2 separate regions of the Sus scrofa genome follow, and region 2 is linked to region 1. A link is a contact called in public HiChIP or PLAC-seq data. All regions are on one chromosome and are shown on one strand. Each heading gives the region's core, a stretch centred on a gene start, on an enhancer-like site or on the middle of the called end of the contact. The rest is flanking DNA. Distances are from core to core; before and after follow the strand shown. Region 1 overlaps PLXDC2 (plexin domain-containing protein 2). Region 2 overlaps MALRD1 (MAM and LDL-receptor class A domain-containing protein 1).

What was found. HiChIP or PLAC-seq counts read pairs in DNA pulled down with a chosen protein or histone mark.
Region 2: an H3K27ac HiChIP or PLAC-seq map of alveolar macrophages shows a contact between it and region 1. The contact joins two enhancer-like sites. A contact is called at or near these places in 1 of 47 Hi-C or Micro-C datasets (embryonic fibroblasts) and 1 of 2 datasets of contacts at active chromatin or transcription factors (alveolar macrophages).

Annotation. Positions count from the first base shown.
Region 1 is chr10:54,275,228-54,280,604 of Sscrofa11.1, reverse strand. All of the region lies in intron 14 of PLXDC2 (plexin domain-containing protein 2), which reads left to right. Among named protein-coding and RNA genes, the nearest start is that of PLXDC2, 400 kb to the left of the region's middle. Within about 2 kb of position 2,289, at least 1 of the 83 cell types and tissues checked has an H3K27ac peak or open chromatin away from gene starts, as enhancers often do. A contact at or near this core is called in alveolar macrophages, where this site is marked.
Region 2 is chr10:54,857,487-54,862,295 of Sscrofa11.1, reverse strand. The region is part of intron 40 of MALRD1 (MAM and LDL-receptor class A domain-containing protein 1); the gene reads left to right. Among named protein-coding and RNA genes, the nearest start is that of PLXDC2, 180 kb to the right of the region's middle. Within about 2 kb of position 2,540, at least 6 of the 83 cell types and tissues checked have an H3K27ac peak or open chromatin away from gene starts, as enhancers often do. A contact at or near this core is called in alveolar macrophages, where this site is marked.

The DNA of each region.
Region 1 (5,377 bases), core at 1,040-3,539:
GGAGAGAGGACAGCACTGGATGGGGATTGGATGGAGTTGGGGTGTATCGTAAAGATTTAAGAAGAAAAGAGTGAACTCATCACTGACTTCACAATTGAAAGAGTGTGATTCTTTGGGCTGAGTTAACCCCAATATGCGACTTTTTTCTGCCGTTGTTGTGACTGCTTAGGGTCCGCAATAGACAGATGTAGATGAGGATTTAAGATAAGGGTGGGAGAATTTAATCTAAAGGGATCAGAGGTAGTGTCATGCCATCATATGGCCAGGTCATGAGGAGGGCTGTCTCCAGATAGAACGAGCAGTGTAGAAAAGATGGAAGTGCGTATTTTCAAAATGATGCAAGAGGAACCCTGAGAAAGAAAATGTTAGTTATTAAATTTGCTGGAGGGGATAAAGTAGAGAAGGGGAAAACAAAACCAGTGGCTGAGGTTTTCTGAAGACCTGGGATGAGTCTAGCAATTAGCCTTGAGGCTGCACTGAGAATTTCATTCCGGAAAAAAATAAAAATCCTTAAAAAAAAAAAAAAAAAAAAAAAAAGAAAGGCCATTTCTAATGACTCAAATCCAAATGAAAGCCTCATTCCTCAAAGCTCATAAACTTTACTGTCAAATATTTTCAGCACATGCTTGACTTTATACCGAGTAATCAAATCTCTTCTCAGTGGGTTTTTAGCTTCAAGTGTGTTCAAGCTTTTGTGTGCAAATACCTTCTTTTCCCATAGTGTGCTTAAATGCCTAGAGTGTAGTGTCGTGTTTTACGTATAGGGGCTCCAGTAGCAATTTTACTGGCTGACTGAATGCAGGTATACCCATGGGGATATGCTAGTAGTCACTGCGGCCAGTCATTCTTGTTTGGGGCAACAAAATAGCCCATAATGGGCTGAAGTCAAAAGAGGGAAAAAGAATCTGGATGCTGGGTCTCTCACTGGCACAAACTGTGGAAGATCTGCTCAAGTCAATAGGAACACCCGTGAGTCTCCTTGTGATGGCGCTTTGCTGGACTTGGTAGATCAATGCAGAACCAAGGGCAGGGCTTGGGGAGCAATCTGACCCAGGTGCAGGTCATAAGGGGGTGCACTGTCTACAGAGAAGGGTATAATCACAGTAGAACTGACTAAAGAGATGTTTGTTTGTTTTTGTTTTTGTTTTTTTGGTCTTTTTGCCATTTCTTGGGCGGCTCCTGTGGCATATGGAGGTTCCCAGGCTAGGGGTCAAACTGGAGCTGTAGCTGCCGGCCTACGCCAGAGCCACAACAACACAGGATCCGAGCCACGTCTGCAACCTACACCACAGCTCACGGCAACGCCGGATCCTTAACCCACTGAGCAAGGCCAGGGATCAAACCTGCAACCTCATGGTTCCTAGTCGATTCGTTAACCACTGCACCACGACGGGAACTCCAGAGATGAGCTTTTTATTATCATTATGTGCCTGAAATTCTAAATTGTGTTAAACACTTTTGCTGATCTAAGGTCTCAAGAGTTGATTCAGTTACTATTTTACTGACAGAGTAGTTTTCTTACCTTTCTTTTAGTCAATATTGTCTTCTGCATGAAAGTTAATTCAGAGAACTCCCAGTTACACACTTGGCCCCTGATGGCAGACTCAGCTATGTGCATTCATATAGAGAATAGATGAACTCTTATGAATAAATGAACTCTTACTCCTCAAGATTCTGGAGTCCTTTGTACAAGTTCAGGATCAATGGGTCTCCAGCCTAGGGCATACTGCATACATCTGTGTTAAAACAGTAGACTCAGAATAAAGAACAAAAGCATTATGTTTGTAAAGACAGAAAAAGAACTTGAGTTACTTCCATTCTGTTATTGCAAAGTGCAAATCATTCTCTGGTGTTCACTCATTTGGCAATAGTCCCCTTCGTGTGTCTTTTTCCTCTTTTTCAAAAATGCATTATCATTCTATTTATTTATTTATTTTTTGCCACGGTATGAGAAAGTTTCCTGGCCAGGAATTGAACCCAAGCCACACAATGATCTAAGTCACAGCTGTAACAATACTAGATCCTTAAGCCACTAAACTACCAGGGAGCTCCTATTTTCCCTTTTTGTACAGTAGTATTGTTTTGTTTTTTATTTGTAATTATTGTGGCTGGCATGATTATATCTATGAAGTTCAAAACAGGAAGTTTTTTTTTTTTTTTTCTCCCAGTCTGCTTCTTTTCTGGCCATTATTATTACTCATTTCCTTTTCTGATTGTTACTGAAAAATCACGTTGTCTTGTAGAGGAGGCGGTTGTTACCAAAAGGATCTACTTCAGTGCTAAATATCTTTAGCACAGCACTGCTGTGGCTGTTTCAGAGCTGCGTAGATATGACTTTGACCCCAAGGACATGTATATATAGTATATGTATGCAACCACAGAAATAACCACAAGTGTGCTAAAATGTGAAAAGAGATGTGGATTAATATCAGGACATGTCTGAGACCACACAAGAGAATGAAGAGTAATCTGTAGGTGGGAATCCAGAAAGCTTTACTGGAAATTCTGTGAAATGGACAGTGCTTGTATAAGTAAAAATGGTAAAGAAAGTGGCATACAGGTTAGGGGAAAACCAGAGGCAAAAGCTCAGATTAGGGAATACTGGGATATAGACATGGAAGTTGATTCTCAACCTTCTGAGTGCATCTGACTGACCTGAAGAACTTTTTAAAAAATACACCTGCCTGGGGCCCCAGCAAGAGATTCTCAATCCATGGGCCAAAGTGGGCCTTGATGTCAATATATATATATATTTTTTTTTTTTTTTTTTTTTTTTTTTTTGCTATTTCTTGGGCCGCTCCCGAGGCATATGGAGGTTCCCAGGTTAGGGGTTGAATCGGAGCTGTAGCCACCGGCCTACGCCAGAGCCACAGCAACGCGGGATCCGAGCCGCGTCTGCAACCTACACCACAGCTCACGGCAACGCCGGATCGTTAACCCACTGAGCAAGGGCAGGGACCGAACCCGCAACCTCATGGTTCCTAGTCGGATTCGTTAACCACTGCACCACGATGGGAACTCCACTTTTTTTTTTTTTAATCTCCCAGGTGATGTTATTTTTCATCGTGTCCTAAATCCAATGGGCTATGAAAAAAAATATATATATAGACATGAAGTATTCAAAATGTGTGGTTAAAAGATCTTTCTTCCATGTTAAAGAGTTTGTACTTAATTTAGCAGGCAGTAGACAATCACTTAATTTTTATTTTAAGAATACTTTAGCTTTCAGAAAATCATGTAGATAACAAAAATAATTTTGTTATTTCCAGTATACAACAGTTCTCCATACGCTCTAGGGCAGTTTTCACCTTGGACATGTAATAACTATTAACTAATTCTTCAAGATTATCCAAAGCACGGTTCTAGAATGAAGGCATCAGACCATTGGCAAGTAGTAATTTTAGGCTGGAAAAGAGGCAACTGCAGGACAATAAAGCAACTTCCACATGAGGAAAAATAACCAAAAGGATGAATAGAGAACATGCAAAAAATACCCAGGCTGGGAGTTCCAGTCATGGTGCAGCGGAAATGAATCCTACTAGTATCCATTGGATACGGGTTCAATCCCTGGCCTCGCTCACTGGGTTAAGGATCTGGCATTGGCCTGAGCTGTGGTGTAGGTCGCAGATGCAGCTCGGATCTGGTGTGGCTGTGGCTGTGGTGTAGGCTGGCAGCTGTAGTTCTGATTCTACCCCTAGCCTGGGAAATTCCATGTGCCATAGGTGCAGCCCTAAAAAAAAAAAAAAAAAAAAAACAAAAACAAAAAAAAAACACCCAGGCTTTGCCTCACACAAGGGTTGTTGCTTAGAATTCTTGGCCGTATCAGAAGATAGACACATCCGTTTAAGTTATTCTTTTTAAGAAAAAAAGTGACCTACAATTCACGAGGTAAAGAAATGCAGCCACAAACAGGAGTCATTCATTTTAATTAGATTGCAAGTTTGGCTGGCCAGGGCCCAGAGCCATTAGAGTGTTTTCCTATGGATAGGGTTGCCAAATAAAATATAGGACACTTAGATAAATCTGAATTTCAAATACGCAATGAGGAATTTTTTTGAGTGTCACTATGTCCCAGGAAGTATAGTTTTAAAAAATTACTCGTTGTTTGTCTGCAATTCAAACTTAACCAGTGTCCTATAGATTTGTTTGCTAAATCTGGCAACCCAGATTTATAACTGAATGTAACTTGTGCTGAAGTACTAGTCAACAAAAAAGAAGGAGATTAGAGAATAATTTGTATTTTGAAGCATGACAAAGAAAATACTCCCCTTCCCTTGGACAGTCAAATAAGATCAAACTAAACACAGAAAGGTTGACCCAGTTCACTTTCCACAAAGGTCTGCTGGAGAGTCAGGGAAAGTCAGAGTTCAATATTTTTTCTTCCCCCCACTTTTAAAGAAATCTCCTGATCAAGGAGACAGGAGAGAATCATTCCCCCTGCTACTCAAAGTGCGTCGTGTGGACCAGCAGCCTCAGCAGCACCTGGGACCTCGTTCGCAATGCAGAGTCCCAGGCCTCTCCCCAAAGCTGCTGAATCAGAATCTGCATTTTAACAAGACCCCGTGTGATTTGTATCCAGGGTGGGAAATGCAGATTTGGTTCTGTAGGTTTCCAAAAACATGCTCTGGAAGACTCAGGGAGTGAGTGAGCAGGGGTTCCTCCATCGTGTGAAAAGACTGAGTGATCCTGTTTGGCTTCCAGGTAAAAATCCCCTGGAACAAAGGGTCTGTGGCTTAATAATAATTTTTTGTTGCTGTTGTTGTTAAAAAAGAAAAGAGAAGGTTTAAAAAAAAAAAAAAAAAGTAATCCGGTTCATTTCATTTTCCAAAAGGGGAAACTGAGAAACAAAACACATGAAGGTGCCCAAGTCTTGTGCTGGGCCTAAGACTTGATGCCACCCACACCTCAGGACCCAGCCTCTCCCCACATGCCATTGTTTGCTGAAGAAAGCAGCACAAAACACTAGAAATTTCGGAACAAGTGCTTGTCAAGCGCCATCAAGCACCACAGGTCTCTTCTAGCTTGGCCTTGAATTTCAAAATTAGCCCCGTGTCTTTCACACTCGTGCCTCGTGTAACTTCCTTTCAAGGGTTCGCCCAGCACATAAAAAAGCCGTGTCTGCTTTGCTCTCCGAGCTGGAAGACAGGTCTCCAGCTGCAGTTTGTGTACACCGCTAATGGGGGGTCCCCTGCAGGTTTGTTTGCGGATATTGCAGCTAATTATCTTGCCACAGACCATTGAGACAGCTCTGGATGACTGTTCAATTAATAGTTCTGAAGGAGTAATTAGGGAGCATACCTGCTTGCAAGGCCCACCCCGGTGCTGACATATCAGTGCGAACATTTACTTCTGCTTCATTGCATAAATAATTCTCCGA
Region 2 (4,809 bases), core at 1,291-3,790, 580 kb before region 1:
TCACTCAGTACTAGAAAGGCAGCATCACGTAGCAGATCAAAGAATTCAGGAGAGAGGGCAAAAGTTTTAGTCCTAAAGCTCCACAAAAGGAATGCTGAAGATATATAAGCTAAATGTTTAAACAAAGGCAGGAAATAAGGTCATGTGTCATGGGACACTTTTTTCTCCCCTCCTGATTTTTCTCCATGGATTATGACAATGTGAAGTATACTAAGGCACAGAACAAAAAGTTAGACGGGGATGACATTGGAGAGAATGCTTAATGAGACTGAAATGAGTCATAAAAGTTATAGGCACACCTTTCATCCAAAAGTAAAATGATGCCACATTAAGGGAGTAGCAGAAAATTAATTTTGGCAAAGAGGTTTTAGAACTTACCAATCGATTAAATATGAATGATGGATGAGAAAGAAAAGGGAAGAATGAAAGATGACCCTAACCCTCTAATAACGTGGAAAATGGTAGCACCATTAAACAGGAACCTCAATGTCTAGAAGAACAGTTGTTTTCAAGAGAAAAGACCTACTATTCTGTTCATCTCTTCAGAAAGTGTATTTCCAGCTACTTCAGGAATGTGAACCAAGAAGTCCTTCACCAGAACTAGGGTTTGTTTGCAATTATTATGGCATTTTTTTTAGCCTTTGCTCTTAGATTCCAATGAGGTCACCTCCCACAAAAGATTGCCTGTGGAAGCTAAGTGTTTGGCAAGAGTCCTAGAGAAGGAAGCCCAGACTCAAACCATAAGAAACATGTCAGCAAACAGTTTAACTTCCTTTTTGTCATGCGGATAACCAGCGTAACAGGGAGACGAGGTTTTTGGTTTTTTCTTCTTAATTGAAGCCTCATGAAAAGTAAATTCTTAAACTTTGCTTTATCTGAGGGGGGAAAAAAGGAAAATAATTGAAAGCTCCATTAGATGTATAGAAAGTAAAAATTAGGAAGTCGAGGTGGACAATGGTCCAGAAGTTCAAATACAGACACAGATAAAAAATGTAAAAAATGAGGAATGTTATTCTCTTTAAAAATAAAATTGAATAGCAAAGAAAAAATTTAGTCTCGATACTGTGCTTTTATTTTAGAAAAAAGCATCCATCACGTCACCAAATAAATGGGTGTAGATCGCACCACCAACTGTACATAGATGAATGGAACTCTTGTGCTTATTGGTCTCTAAGATGCTGGCAGGATGTAGTCATCTTTATATTATGGTCTGGATTAGAAAAATGGCTGAAATGAAGTAGTTCAAATGCAACAGACTGCTGGTTCTTTGATCCCAACAAGAACCCTGTAAAATATCTCTCTGTCCACCACACATGGAGGTTTCCATACCCTTTAAAGTAACTTTTCCCCAGCCCACACCACACATTTGAGGAAACATGCAAAAATAAATAAATAACATTTCAAAATAGAGTTTGACCCGCTGCAGTATCCCTGAGGGAGTGACTGAAATCTCAGTTTTCCATTCGTTCAGTACACAAAAATCTTGGCTTGTATCTCTAGTCTTCACCGTAAAATCAGTGGGAGAAATTGCAGATACATGTTATTTCATTGGTGCAAGGAATTAAGAAAGGATGAATGTTGGGAGTTCCCCTTGTGGCTCAATGGGTTATGAACCCATCTGGTATCCATGAGGATACAGGTTCAATCCCTGGCCTTGCTCAGTGGGCTAAGGATCCAGTGTTGCTGTGAGCTGTGGTGTAGGTCACAGACAAGGCTCAGATCCCCACCTATGGCTGTGGCCTATGGCTGTGGCATAGGCCAACAGCTGCAGCTCTGATTCAACCCCTAGCCTGGGAACTTACGTATGCTACAGGTGTATGGGGGGGTCAGGGGGGAAGGAAAGGATAAATGTCTAACAATTGAACTGTATTTTCTTTTTTTTTGTCTTTTTTTTTTTTTTTTTTTTGTCTTTTTGCTATTTCTTTGGGCCGCTCCCGTGGCATATGGAGGTTCCCAGGCTAGGGGTTCAATCGGAGCTATAGCCACTGGCCTATGCCAGAGCCACAGCAACGCGGGATCCGAGCCGCGTCTGCAACCTACACCACAGCTCACGGCAACGAGCGCCAGATCATTAACCCACTGAGATCGTTAACCCACTGAGCAAGGGCAGGGACCGAACCCGCAACCTCATGGTTCCTAGTCGGATTCGTTAACCACTGCGCCACGACGGGAACTCCGTATTTTCTTAGATCATATTTGCAATGTATATGCCTCTGGCCAGCAGCTGTCCACTGTATCATCTTCAGTATACAGACAACTTGAATGCTTTTCACTCTGCAAGACCAGATATAGTTAGTCACCGCTAACTAAACTTTGGAGTTGCTGTTGCCTTAAAGATTCACTCTGCCTATATACCACATACATCAGAAAAAAATTGTTTTTTCAGGAGTAGTGGTAGTGGAGGTGGAGGTTATTTACACAGTAGAGCTGGGCAAATTAAATTGAAACTAGCTCAAGTCACCTCCCCTCCCCTCATCTCAAATGTATTTTAGTAACTCCCCCCACTGAATATGGTGCCCACCAGGGGGCACTGCTTCATTGTATTCTATGCCTCAGCTGCTATTTCCAGAATTCCCCTTTCCCCCTTGCAGTATCCAAGGGTGTCTCCAAACCTGAGAAAGAAAAGTCTGTTTTAATTTTTTGAAATAAACATCTAGAGGGTCTTTCAAAAAAACACAATTGAAACTTAGCACTGAAGTTTTATGAATGTTCCTTTCTGTCTTAACCATATTCTGTATATGATACTTTGTGGATTCTCATAACACTAGGACTATTTTGGAAAATGTGATATCCAAAAACATCTAATTTGTATTTGTATCTCTCTGGGTCACGGTTACTCTGTGGTTAAAAGTTCCTGTCACTTTGTTTCTTGAACTTGAGTTTCCTCTTTTTCCCTTTCCACATAATCCCGAAATAATTCAGGATATTACACAGCAAAACAGCTGAGATGTGGAAGTTATATATATATATATATATATATATATATATATATATATATATATATATATTGTTTTTCAAATGAAAAGGAAAAAAAGACAAAGAAGGAATTTGTCAGAATAATGGCGTTCTGTCTTTGAAAAAATTAGTGTTATATCGTTTTCATTTGGTTTTCATTTCCAACTAGAAATCACCTAGGAATTGCTTTTATCATCTTAATGCCATCTGCGTTTTTTATCTTGGATATTCATTTTTACTAATGGTCTCAAAGGAAGATTAAAAATAGGTTTAAAGAAGAGGAAAGGCTACAATAATCAGATTTAAATATCCCAAAGTTATATTTATCATGAATTTATCAGATCTAAACATCCCAAAGTTATGTTTAATGTAGCATAGATTTTATGATGGTGGGTTATGTTTTTATACGATAGCATATATGTGTGATAAATTTGAATAAAAAGCAAGTAATACTTAAGACATTCTAGAATTAACATTCAAACTCTCACTGTTAAAGTGGTTAAAGTGAACACTGAATAGCACTAAAGCTATTATAAGCTTCATGTATCAGAGTACCAAGCAATAATTATATGTACACTCATTGCTTTTTGATCATCAGATAAAGGCTTTACACATGAAAGAAAAAGATGTATGGTTCTTAGAAGCACATACATCATCTTGAGACAGATTAATAATTTTGTTTTACTTATTATGACCAAATATTATTTCCCCAGTGCAGTATTAGACTTTGTTAAGAACTTTTTGTTTGTGGTGTTCTACAGATTATAGGATGCAATAGACAAAAGAAGTGAGACTTCAAGGAATGAAGTTAACATTCTTGGAGTTAAAAAAAAAAAACAAAACTTTGTTAGGAGGAATGCGTGTTGTAGCTATTTTAAAATCTAATATGAGTTTGTCTGTCTCTTATGCAAGCTCATTAGTTGATTTTTAATGCCTGATACCAAATTTTACAAGTAGACTTTATAAAATATTTCCCAACCACTAGACATGACTTCCTCAGAGTTAAATTGTGTATTCAAATTATGTTAAATAACTCAATTGTGTTACAGCCTGTATAGCTAAGCCCTGTCCTTTTATTATTGATAATAATAAGTAAACCATAATGGTATGAATTGGAGATTATCTTTGAGTGAATAAGGACTAATGCATACTTTTCCTTGAAATTAAAACTAATCTTAGTGATTTGTGGCATATTTTTAAGATATTTTTGAATGAGATGTGTCAAACCGAACCTCAAAATAAATTTATTGAAACTTTACAGCATACTTTGATTTTGAGGGTTATGCCTGCAAAACAGTGTTTTTGTTCGTATATCTATGCATCTCCCTCTCTTGTCTAGAATCATTGTGGAATCAGGATAACAGACTATTCTAGAAAATCTATTCAGCTGTCTAGTGGTTAATCTTATCACTCTGCTGTGAAGCTATACTGAACTCTGTGATCTTTGGAGTTACCAAAACGGGGACATTTTTGACCAGGGCTTAGTGCCCCTTCTTTTGAAACCTATTTAGAAGTGTAGAAATTACTTATAAAGAGCTAACCCAAGCAACCAAGAATACCAAGGAGTTTTGTTTTTGTTGTTTAGTTTTCTTTTTAGGGCCACACCCGTGGCACATGGAGAGTCTCAGGCTAGGGGTCAAATTAGAGCTACAGCTGCCAGCCTAGCCACAGCAACATCAGATCCGAGCTGCATCTGCGACCTACGCCACAGCTCACAGCAAGGCCAGAGCCTTAACCCACTGAGCGAGGCCAAGGATCGAACCTGCAACCTCATGGTTCCTAGTTGGATTCATTTCCACTGCACCATGATATGGGAACTCCTTTTTTTTTTTTTTTTTTTTAGTTTAAAACTCA